Regions from separate parts of the Mus musculus genome. Here region 1 is linked to region 2. The links are chromatin contacts, called in public Hi-C maps. All regions are on one chromosome and are shown on one strand. The core of a region is the stretch at or near the end of the contact, and the rest is flanking DNA. Distances in the headings are between cores, read along the strand shown. Region 1 has its middle 110 kb from the start of Gm34297. Region 2 has its middle 51 kb from the start of Gm34297.

What was found. Hi-C and Micro-C count contacts between places; a contact is called where the count stands out from the background.
Region 1: a contact with region 2 is called in a Hi-C map of cerebellar granule neurons, with 1.8 times the contacts expected there. The contact joins two enhancer-like sites. A contact is called at or near these places in 1 of 15 datasets of contacts at CTCF or cohesin (pro-B cells), 6 of 484 Hi-C or Micro-C datasets (cerebellar granule neurons, cerebellum, cerebral cortex and 1 more) and 1 of 115 datasets of contacts at active chromatin or transcription factors (bone marrow-derived macrophages).

Annotation. Positions count from the first base shown.
Region 1 is chr10:98,643,638-98,648,370 of GRCm38.p6, forward strand. No RefSeq gene overlaps it. Among named protein-coding and RNA genes, the nearest start is that of Gm34297, 110 kb to the left of the region's middle. Within about 2 kb of position 2,359, at least 12 of the 459 cell types and tissues checked have an H3K27ac peak or open chromatin away from gene starts, as enhancers often do. A contact at or near this core is called in cerebellar granule neurons and cerebellum, where this site is marked.
Region 2 is chr10:98,484,149-98,489,050 of GRCm38.p6, forward strand. No RefSeq gene overlaps it. Among named protein-coding and RNA genes, the nearest start is that of Gm34297, 51 kb to the right of the region's middle. Within about 2 kb of position 2,308, at least 31 of the 459 cell types and tissues checked have an H3K27ac peak or open chromatin away from gene starts, as enhancers often do. A contact at or near this core is called in cerebellar granule neurons and cerebellum, where this site is marked.

The sequences.
Region 1 (4,733 bases), core at 1,109-3,608, 160 kb after region 2:
AGGTAGGTCTGTATTTAAACCTAATGCTAGCAATCTATTCCCAAGGGAGCTTCTTGCCTTGTCCTTCTTCTATCTCATTCAGACATGGGCTATGTTTAAAATAAGTACATGAAATCCAACAATACATACTTTGATGCCCAATGTAGTGCTTTAGAATACAGTGCTCTAACCACCGTTCAACTCTGCGTTTTCTTCTACTTTATCAATTCTCTGATGATCCCACAGCCTGATCTCTTTTGCCTTTGGTTCCACCACATTAAATTACAAAGCCAGGGCATGAAAACGTGTGTGGTAAAGAAAAACAAGGATGCCATGACTATAGCTGAGTAAAACTATCATAAAGTAAAATGAGAACAGAGAGAATTAGAGAAGATTTATTCACTGTTCCCAAGTCTGTCCATCCAATCATAAAGGAGAATAGTGGCTTCTGAGGGATGTGAAAAAAAATCAATCAACACTCTATGTAACGTATGGCACCAAACTAATTTCTCCTCTCCTCTCCTCTCCTCTCCTCTCCTCTCCTCTCCTCTCCTCTCCTCTCCTCTCCTCTCCTCTCCTCTCCTCTCCTCTCCTCTCCTCTCCTCTCCTCTCCTCTCCTCTTCTCTCTCTCTCTCTCTCTCTCTCTCTCTCTCTCTCTCTCTTTTTCTCTCTTCCCCCTCTCCCCCAATCTCCCCACCTCCGACCCCTCCAAAACAAAATGCCATTTTGGAGAGCTCACGGGCATTGTCTTCAGGTTGACCAACCGGCATATAATCCCACTTCCTTCTGCCATTCCCCTTACTAACTCAGCAAACATTAAGAGTTTATTTATTCCCTTTGGACTTCACAATTCTCATCTTAAATGAGAAATAATCATCCTGCTAAATCAGGTCTGAGCATCACAATTCAAGCAAACAAGACTAGCCGGAACTGCCATGTAGACAAAGCGCTGTAGCTGGGATGGGACTCTGAAAGCTGTAGGTCCTGTATCAGTCACCCTCACATACTGCATCTTGTTTTGTTCCTGTGATGCTCAGAAGTTCAGCAGAACGGGATGAATGAGAATGCCTGAAAAATGGGTGAATGTTTGTGTTTTCTACTGCACCCTACAAATAATTGTTGAGTGCTTATTATCTGTGCTACATTATAATTTTAATAGAGGTATCAATGTTTCCTTTCTTCCAATGCAAGGTAGCATTTATGTCTTTCACCAGAGCACTTCCCTTCCCTGCTTATAATTCTAGCAAGCAATCATAGCTATAGAAAGATAATGGCTAATAATGATGATGTTGGTAGTAATAATAATATAAGTTGCCCAGGATTCTTTTGAAATAATCATTTTTAGCAATAAGTTCCAAACAATAAAAGTCATTTCAGACTCTAGGATGCATCAACAGCCCACATGAATGATGTACTTATGGAGACAGACTGGAGGAACAACCGAGAGTCTGGCTATATTGCCAAGAAAGTAAGGCAAACCCAGACAATGAATTTAGAGTATTTGATCTACTTAGTAAGAGTAGGCAAAGACTAGAGACTCTTCGTCTAGTGTGATTGAATTCATGTCTCTGTATTATTACTCAAAACCCTTAAGTTTTATAAATGAATGCCACATTGTTGATCTATAGACTATTGAGTCGTTCTTGCATAATACCCCCAGGCCCGCTGGAGTCTCGCAGGCTGCACTCGCAATCTTAAAACCTAGCTTTGTCGTATGACACAGGGGAATAATGACAGAGCAAATGCTCCTTATAATTAATAAGGCCCAAGAAAAACCACACAATGGTGCTGTTATTGCCATCATTTGTTGGCACAGATAAAATGCTGCTGGAGCTATGTGTATGATTTACCTAGTTGCAAAGCACTGGGTTCCAGGCTAAGGCGTAAGAGTGAGTGCCGCCACTAACGGACAGTTTGCTCTGGTTTAGAAGAGTTGTTAGGAATATTGGCAAAAGAAACATGGAGACAGTGGGAAGAGAGAGAGGGGGGTGAAAAGAGAGATACAGGAAGAAGCTTTTCAAATTCCCTGCATCGTCTACAGTGAAGCCAACTCACAGCGAAACCTGTGACCATGATTCCAAAGTCTCGGGCCAAATCCACAGGCTACTTACTAAGCCATCTAATTACCATCCCCGCATGTCGTTCTTCTCATTAATCAGGGAACTAACCAAAGCCTCGACATCATACAGTGGCCAAATGGCTAACGGAAGGAGCAGAGTCACTGTGACAAGCGTAGGCAGCTACCCAGTGGGACAGCATGCTGACCGCTGAGAAGCAACGGCCTTGTGGTCCAACCTGCTTTGCCATGGACAGAGCAGAGCCTGAGAGCAAGAGAAGCCTGCAGACCATGAGAGAATCGGGCACTTCCCTGGGCAGGAGGCATGTTTGGGTGCAGCACAGGGCCATTAGAGGGCTGGCTGCTCAGCATGGAAGACACATGCGTACAGGGTGTACCCTTCAGCCTGCTCAGCAGCCCTTACCCACATGGATGGGCATGCCATCTGTGGTAGCATTTTGAATGGTGGTGGTTTGTTCTTTTTGCTTTCTCTTAACTCAAGGAGCAAAGATTCATATATGGTATAAGATATGGGTATATAAACACACACACACACACAGAGAGAGAGAGAGAGAGAGAGAGAGAGAGAGAGAGAGAGAGAGAGAGAGAGAGTCAAATGTTGCTTTTGCAAAACACAAACTTGATGCCTCTGCTGAACTCAACGAGTTCTCTTGAATTTAAAACTGATTCCCTTGGCAAGCAATCGTCTGCTTTCACAACTTGGCGGAATATTTTCAGATCGCAGCATATTTCCTTTTGTTTCAGTGACGACTGGTTCATTACATACATCAGTGAGATGGCGTGTTTTCTGTCTGGGCCCAACTGAAGCTGAATCTTTAATGAGGAGAAAGTGGGAAATGAGGGCAATATTAAAATACAGAGTTCCCTTTGTGATCTGCTTCTGGCCCTTTGTCCATCCACCTTGGGAACCATCTTTTTGCATTGAGGGATGCTTAGCAACCAGCAGATTTTTAACAACCAAATAAGTATGTGTTCCTGCTGAGCCACAAAAATCAGAATGTTATTGTTTACCCTTCCTAGTCACTTAGGCTGAAATACTGCACTAATCTTATGCGAACCTTGGGAAGATAGACACGTGATGTCTTCTCTGCTGCCACATAGATACTAGCAACTCTGACTAATCTTGCAGTGATTGGTAATATCACACTATGCAGTGTTTCCTGCCCCACAGGCCTTTATTATGCAGAAGAAATGTTGAATCTCATTAAATATGGATGTCATTGCACATGTTTCCTGAGTGCATAGCTTCTTGCTTGTTTGATTGTTTCCATGACCAGAGATTGAACCAGAGCCTTGAACCTGCCAGATTTGTGCTCTACCACTATTCTAAGTTGTCTTTGTAAGATATTAGAAAGTTCTCCAAGGGGAAGAAATGCCTCTCTTGAAAAATAAAATAATAAATAAAATCAGATCAGGCTTACACAGCAAAACATTAAAATGGTAGCTTAAAGAGACAGAAATATATTCCTCCGGAGACTGAGAAAATCCAAGATGGAGGCATTTGCAGACTCAAGGTGTAGTGAAGGTTCATTCCCTAAACAGTACCTTCTCTTGTGTTTTCACAAGAGAAGGAAGGGGTGAACCAGCTCCCTCCTATGAGGCCACTAATAACACCTGGGATGTTTCTGCCTTAACCCTTTACTCCCCTCTCAAAGGACTCCTTCCTAACACTGTCAACTTAAAAGTCTCTAGTTCGAAACAGGAAGTTTGGAGGAAACCAAACCATGCCTGTCACAGTGCACACTCATCTAAATGTTTTCTTTGTCAGACCTAGGTGAGCTTAGGAACATGGTCAATGTGTTTCTGTTTCATAACCTGGCAATTATTGATTTATCTTATTTCATCAAGGCTTCTAGTTTTTCCTCATGAAACAGGCTTAGCCTTGTATTAGGAATCAATCTTAATGGTGGTCCCAAAATTTGCTTTTCAACCCTCCAATTTTTTTCCATAAAGAGATAGAAGCAAAGAACCTAAACCCAAATCAAACTTTTTTTTTTTTCAGGAAAATTTAGAGGGTGTGCCATTTTCTTTCTTGTTTTTTTTTTTAATTGGTTTATTTATTCACTTTATAGCCCAGTCACCACACCTCCTCTTCTCCTTCCAGTCCTATCCTCACAAACCCTTCCCCCATCACCCCTCTGGTTCTCCTCCAAGAAAGGGAAGCCCCACTTCAGTATGACCTTGGGATATCAAGTCACAGCAGGACTAGGCACATCCTTTTGCACTGAGGCCTGACCAATGAGGCCCTACAAGTAGGGGAAGGTGATCCAATGGCAGGCAATAGAGTCAAGAGACGGGTCTTGCTCCAACTATTGGGGGATCCATGTGAAAACCATATTTATCATTGCCCCATTTTTTAGTGGTTCCCTCTTGGATGTAGCAAGCACAATCTTTGACTGATGGCTTTCTCTTTCATTATTTATTTAGTCAACAAGTATTTGCCGAATCACTGCTGCATGAAAGCATTATTCTAAATGTTAGTATGGATTTAACACATCATCATTTTCTTTGAAAGGCTCAGTCAAGGTATAATGGGAAATGTCAAGGATACTCATGAAGATATATGCCATGGACCAATGTTTTGTATTTGCAAAAAGTACCAGTGTATTTGCAAAGTATTCCATTAGCAAAGAGAGGGGGTGATTGGAATAACTACTAAGAAGTCCCACAGGATAAG
Region 2 (4,902 bases), core at 1,058-3,557:
CCTTAGGGGTCACAACCCACAGGTGGAGAACTGCTGGCCTAAGTTAAAAACACAAATTGAATGCAGATAGTTGGAGGGCAGAATTTTATGGGAGTGAGAAACGTGTATGAAGACTGCATGGGTATGAAGTTGGTGCTTCCAAGAGCAACATAAGGTTACTATACTTTTAAAAAGTTAGCAATCAGTCCAGTCGGAGAACGTGTTTCATAAGAGGTATGCAGAAACCAATTTACAGAGACAGTGCTGGATGTGTTTGATCCTGCATCCTTCAAGTGCTTCCCTGGGTGCTGCAGAGAGGCCAGCATCATGGATACAGCTCAATTTTCAAAATACACTGTCTTAGTTAGTCACTGTGACCAAGCCAACTTATAGAAGACAGAATTTATTGGTGCTTACAGTTTCAGAGGGTGAGTCCATGATGGGGTGGGGAACGTGGCACCAGACAGCTCAGGCCTGGCAATGAAGCAGCAGAGGAGAACTTTCATCTGATCCATAAACATGAATCAGAGAAAGAGCCAGAGAACTACCTAGGAATACCATGGGCTTTGTAACCTCAAAGAACACCCCAGTGACACACCTCCTTCAACAACGCCACACCTTCCAATCCTTTCCAAGCAGTTCTCCCCATTAGGAACCAAGCTTTCAAATAAATGTCCCAATGGAGGATAATCTCATTCAAACTATCACATGTTCTCTGACTGAATGGAGGCAGTGTCAAACTAAAAGCAAATTTTGAGACCAGTTCAGCAGGGAAGCACCCACACTGTCCTTGCCGCTATCTGCAAACCTTCACTTCTGAATTTCTCTCCTGCTCACCTTCAGAAGGCCTTTTCCTCTCAATTGCTTCCTGTCCGGCCTTCTTGTGACTGAACCATGGACCCCTCTTCCCGACCTTACACTTTCTGTCTCCCATCCTCTCATGTCTTCTTAAAAGATAACACCTGTATTTCTGTCTTTGGCTTTGGAATTTCAGTCATAATCTATATGACCAAATTGTTGTTGTTGCTTCACATAGTTTTAGAAATTATGACAGAGACCAACTGTGATTAGCCATTGGTATCAGCTTAAGGACTTTGCAAAGCACAGAGTCCCTAGGTTTGCTTGTCATTGTTTCCAATCAGTAGGCCTGTGGTGTGGCTGAGACATTTGTGTCCTTAAATAAATAACCCGGAATAATACCAAAGACCATCCATGTTTCAGCACCCTTGCCTGTCACACAATAATCAAGTTCATATCACACCACTTTAGTTCAAATGATTTCTAACACCTTTAGCTTCCAGAGATCACTTGCAAGACATGCTGCCATGCCTATTTGGAAGTCATCAACCAACAATTTTTCAATGATTCTTTTCTTTCAAGACAGGTCAACTTCTTTTCTGTGGTGCCTTAATATTTGCCGTTTATAGACCAAAGACACCTGTTCTCTGTGAAAGAGAACTGTTTTTTCAAATTTAAAATTGCAACACGGGATTTTTCTAAATCCTGCAGCCCCGTTTTTATTAGCAGATTGATACCAGTTGTGCACAGTCCTGGCAATAACAAGAAGCAATGTGCTCCTGCTTCCTATTAAGAAAAACAACGTTTCCTGATTTCTTATTACTCACTTGCTTATAAGGTTAAGGTATCAGGTAATGTGAGAGAACTGAAGGGCATAAGCTTATGTGATCTGCTAGAACCAAAGGAAACAAGAGCAAATTCAAAAACTCTGCGCTCCCAAATTTCTAGTCTTCTGTTTCTCGCCTAGAGTCATACTACCTCCCACACCGCACATGTTGTAAACTTTATGCGGCCCATCTGTTAAGGAGTTTGTTTTCCAAATTTGCAGGGGCTTGGCTCTTCTGGACTGAGTACCAGAACTAAATGTGACACAGATTTTTTTTTTCCCTGCTTAATAATTTTCAATCGCAAGGGCACTGATGTCGGAAAAGGTCAGGGGAAAGGAGGCAAGCACCGCAGGAGCGCACTGACTGTTAAACGGCAGGACATAGGCAAGCACATACTTAGCATCCGCCATGATGACAGGCATAGCTGTGCTCAGGGGATGTTGCATTTTTCAGGTTGGTTGTGGGATAAATGTGGGCACAGCTCGGCATTTAAAATGAGGCAGACTCAGACCACGATGTTTCCTCACAGTTAATGCAGAGACCATAGATAATAATTATGTTGCTGAGCCCACAGAGAATTTTTACGACTGATCCTCTATTAAACTGGCAAAACAAGAGGATAATGTCTCCAGCACTAACAAGTTGGCAGGGAAGTCGCTGGCAGCTCCTCCCACTGATGTTCCATCTGTGTGAGCCTTCAGCAGGATCCAGGATATTGTTTCCCTACACAGGTTGTTCCTGCAGTATAATCAAGAGAGACTGAGTGTAGATAGCTTTATTGTTTTTGAAAAAAAAAAATCACTGCCACTTCAGGGTAAGCAGCTCCTGGGCTGGGCACCCTCAGTTAAGTCTTGCTAGGAAGAAGCAGCCATGCGGTGACGTCAGCAGGAAAAGAACCATTTCGAAGCACCGGCTTGTCCAAACGACGTGAAGTCGCAGGAGAAGAAGAACTGCTTCAGAGCAGGATTCATTTTAGAAAATCCTTTTGAGTCCCTTAATCGAAACTTAAAAAATTGCTTTTGTTTAAAAATACCATTTTTGCTGGTGGCTAATAACAGAGCGCGTTTGCCCAACCTTGACTCTCCTCCGGTGTCCTGGTTACTGGCTCAGATTTTCCTCTTAAAAAATAACAGTTAAATGTTGAGGGAGAAAGATCTGTGAAGGCAAAGGGGGTATATAAACCAGCTGAGTCAAATCCTGAGTCAAACTCCTGTGTCAAACTCCTGTCATGACGTCTGTCATTGTACACTTGGCATGCGATGCAGAAATGGCCTCTGGACAAGCCAGGCAGCTGCCTCCATAGATTTCCTAAATACTCTTCTGATATTTAAGACATATTTTAATAATGAATTTACTGCATATTGTGTCTTATCCATTGTGTGTCCAGAATAGGGTCTCACTGGACATACTTTCTTGCTCTGATAATGGAAATGGATTCTAAGTCATCACTTAGATGAGGGAGAATGTTAAGCTAGTCAACCCTGCACAAACACATGGTACCACATACAACTCACTTTGGCAGAGGATTATATGTAAATCGCAGGTAAAATAGGCAACATCATGGTGCTTGTTTGCGCCAGCCTGGTTGTCCATATTTAATAGATTTGAATCTCACCCCAGGAAAGAAATACTATTATTATACCCTGTTTTTCAGATGAGGGGATCGAGGCTTAAAAGTAGTTAAACTTGCCTAAGACCTACCCCCTAGTAAGCGGATATCTTTATAAAGCTCAAGTTCTCCAGCCCTACTCTGGGTGGGACAACTAAAGGAGGCCTTGCAATTCTGCTGAGCCATTTTTAAACCATCTCTAAGACCTTACCAAAAAAATCAGCATAAATCAGACAAAGGCGGTTTTCGTCATCTAGTGCATGGGTCCTCCTCCATAGCATTCGCTTTAAATTCATTTCCATTGGTTAAAGGGGTTCACAAAATGATCTCCTTCTCTCTTGTCTTTATGTATTCATCCCCACACTCCTACCATACATTGGTTCAAGCCCCTCTCCAGCGCCAAATGAGATAGAAACAAAGAAAAATATCAAAGCTGTGAGAGACGCCAACAAGCATCTACAAGGTTAGTCCTTCCCTGGAAATTTCCATCATTGTCTGATTCACTCAGCAACTCTTGCTCATCTAAGCACAGGACCAGCAGAGCTTTTCCCTACCTGCGGCACCCTTGTTGTTTCCTACTGTCCTTTTTTCGGGGTTACAGCTCACTATATTGGGTGGGTTGGTGAGCAGGGGGAGGGGAATAGGGAGGGGATTTTCGGAGGGGAAACCAGGAAAGGGGATAACATTTGAAATGTAAATAAATTATCTAATAGAAGAAGAAGAAGAAGAAGAAGAAGAAGAAGAAGAAGAAGAAGAAGAAGAAGAAGAAGAAGGAGGAGGAGGAGGAGGAGGAGGAGGAGGAGGAGGAGGAGGAGGAGGAGGAGGAGGAGGAGGAGGAGGAGAAGGAGAAGGAGAAGGAGAAGGAGAAGGAGAAGAAGAAGAGGAGGAGGAGGAGGAGGAGGAGGAGGAGGAGGAGGAAGACCCTATTTAATTACATCAAGACCTCATTCCCATGCAACTCACCCGAGGACCAAAAGGGGTCTTTTAATTATTGAATATTCTTAGGTGCATTGGAGGGACTCCCATTCAATGTGTATTCTGAACGAATTAATGATTTCACGAGGCCTTCATTTTACAAAGGAAAGAATTTGCACTGGAGGTAGAGATGATGGCTTGCTTCCTGCTACCAATTCATTAGTCAGTGGTAGAGCTGAGGGTCAGCTCCCATAGTTTCCACCATGAATGCTGAGGTCTCCAGAGCTGTCATCAACCCCGACTGTTTAAATACCTGGAGACAAGTGCACAGCATCCATACCCTTGCCCTCTCTATTATGCCTGCACTCTGCCATGCTTCCGTAGCTCTGGATACAAAGGTACACCTTTCTCTTACCTAGATCAGGTGCCTACATCAGGAATACCTGGACATTACAAATGCAGACTGATTTTACTGTCTTTTCAGCATGCCTTGGTTGCTTGGCTGTTTGCACGCTGGAAAACCAGAAACTGATCATCTTATCTGTTCATGCAGGAAAATAGAGGGAGTGATACCACTCCTCTTATCAGTATTTATAGCCTCAATATTTTTTATTGATGCCTTCTTCTCTCATATCCAAATATAACCCCCTCATTTAGAATGGAGAAAAGGGAGAAAAAATATGTCAGGCTACAAGTTCCTTGTAATACTGCCATGTGGTCCCCAGTTTCTAGCATCCAAAGTGATGGCTGAATCCCCAAGTGCCACAACAATAC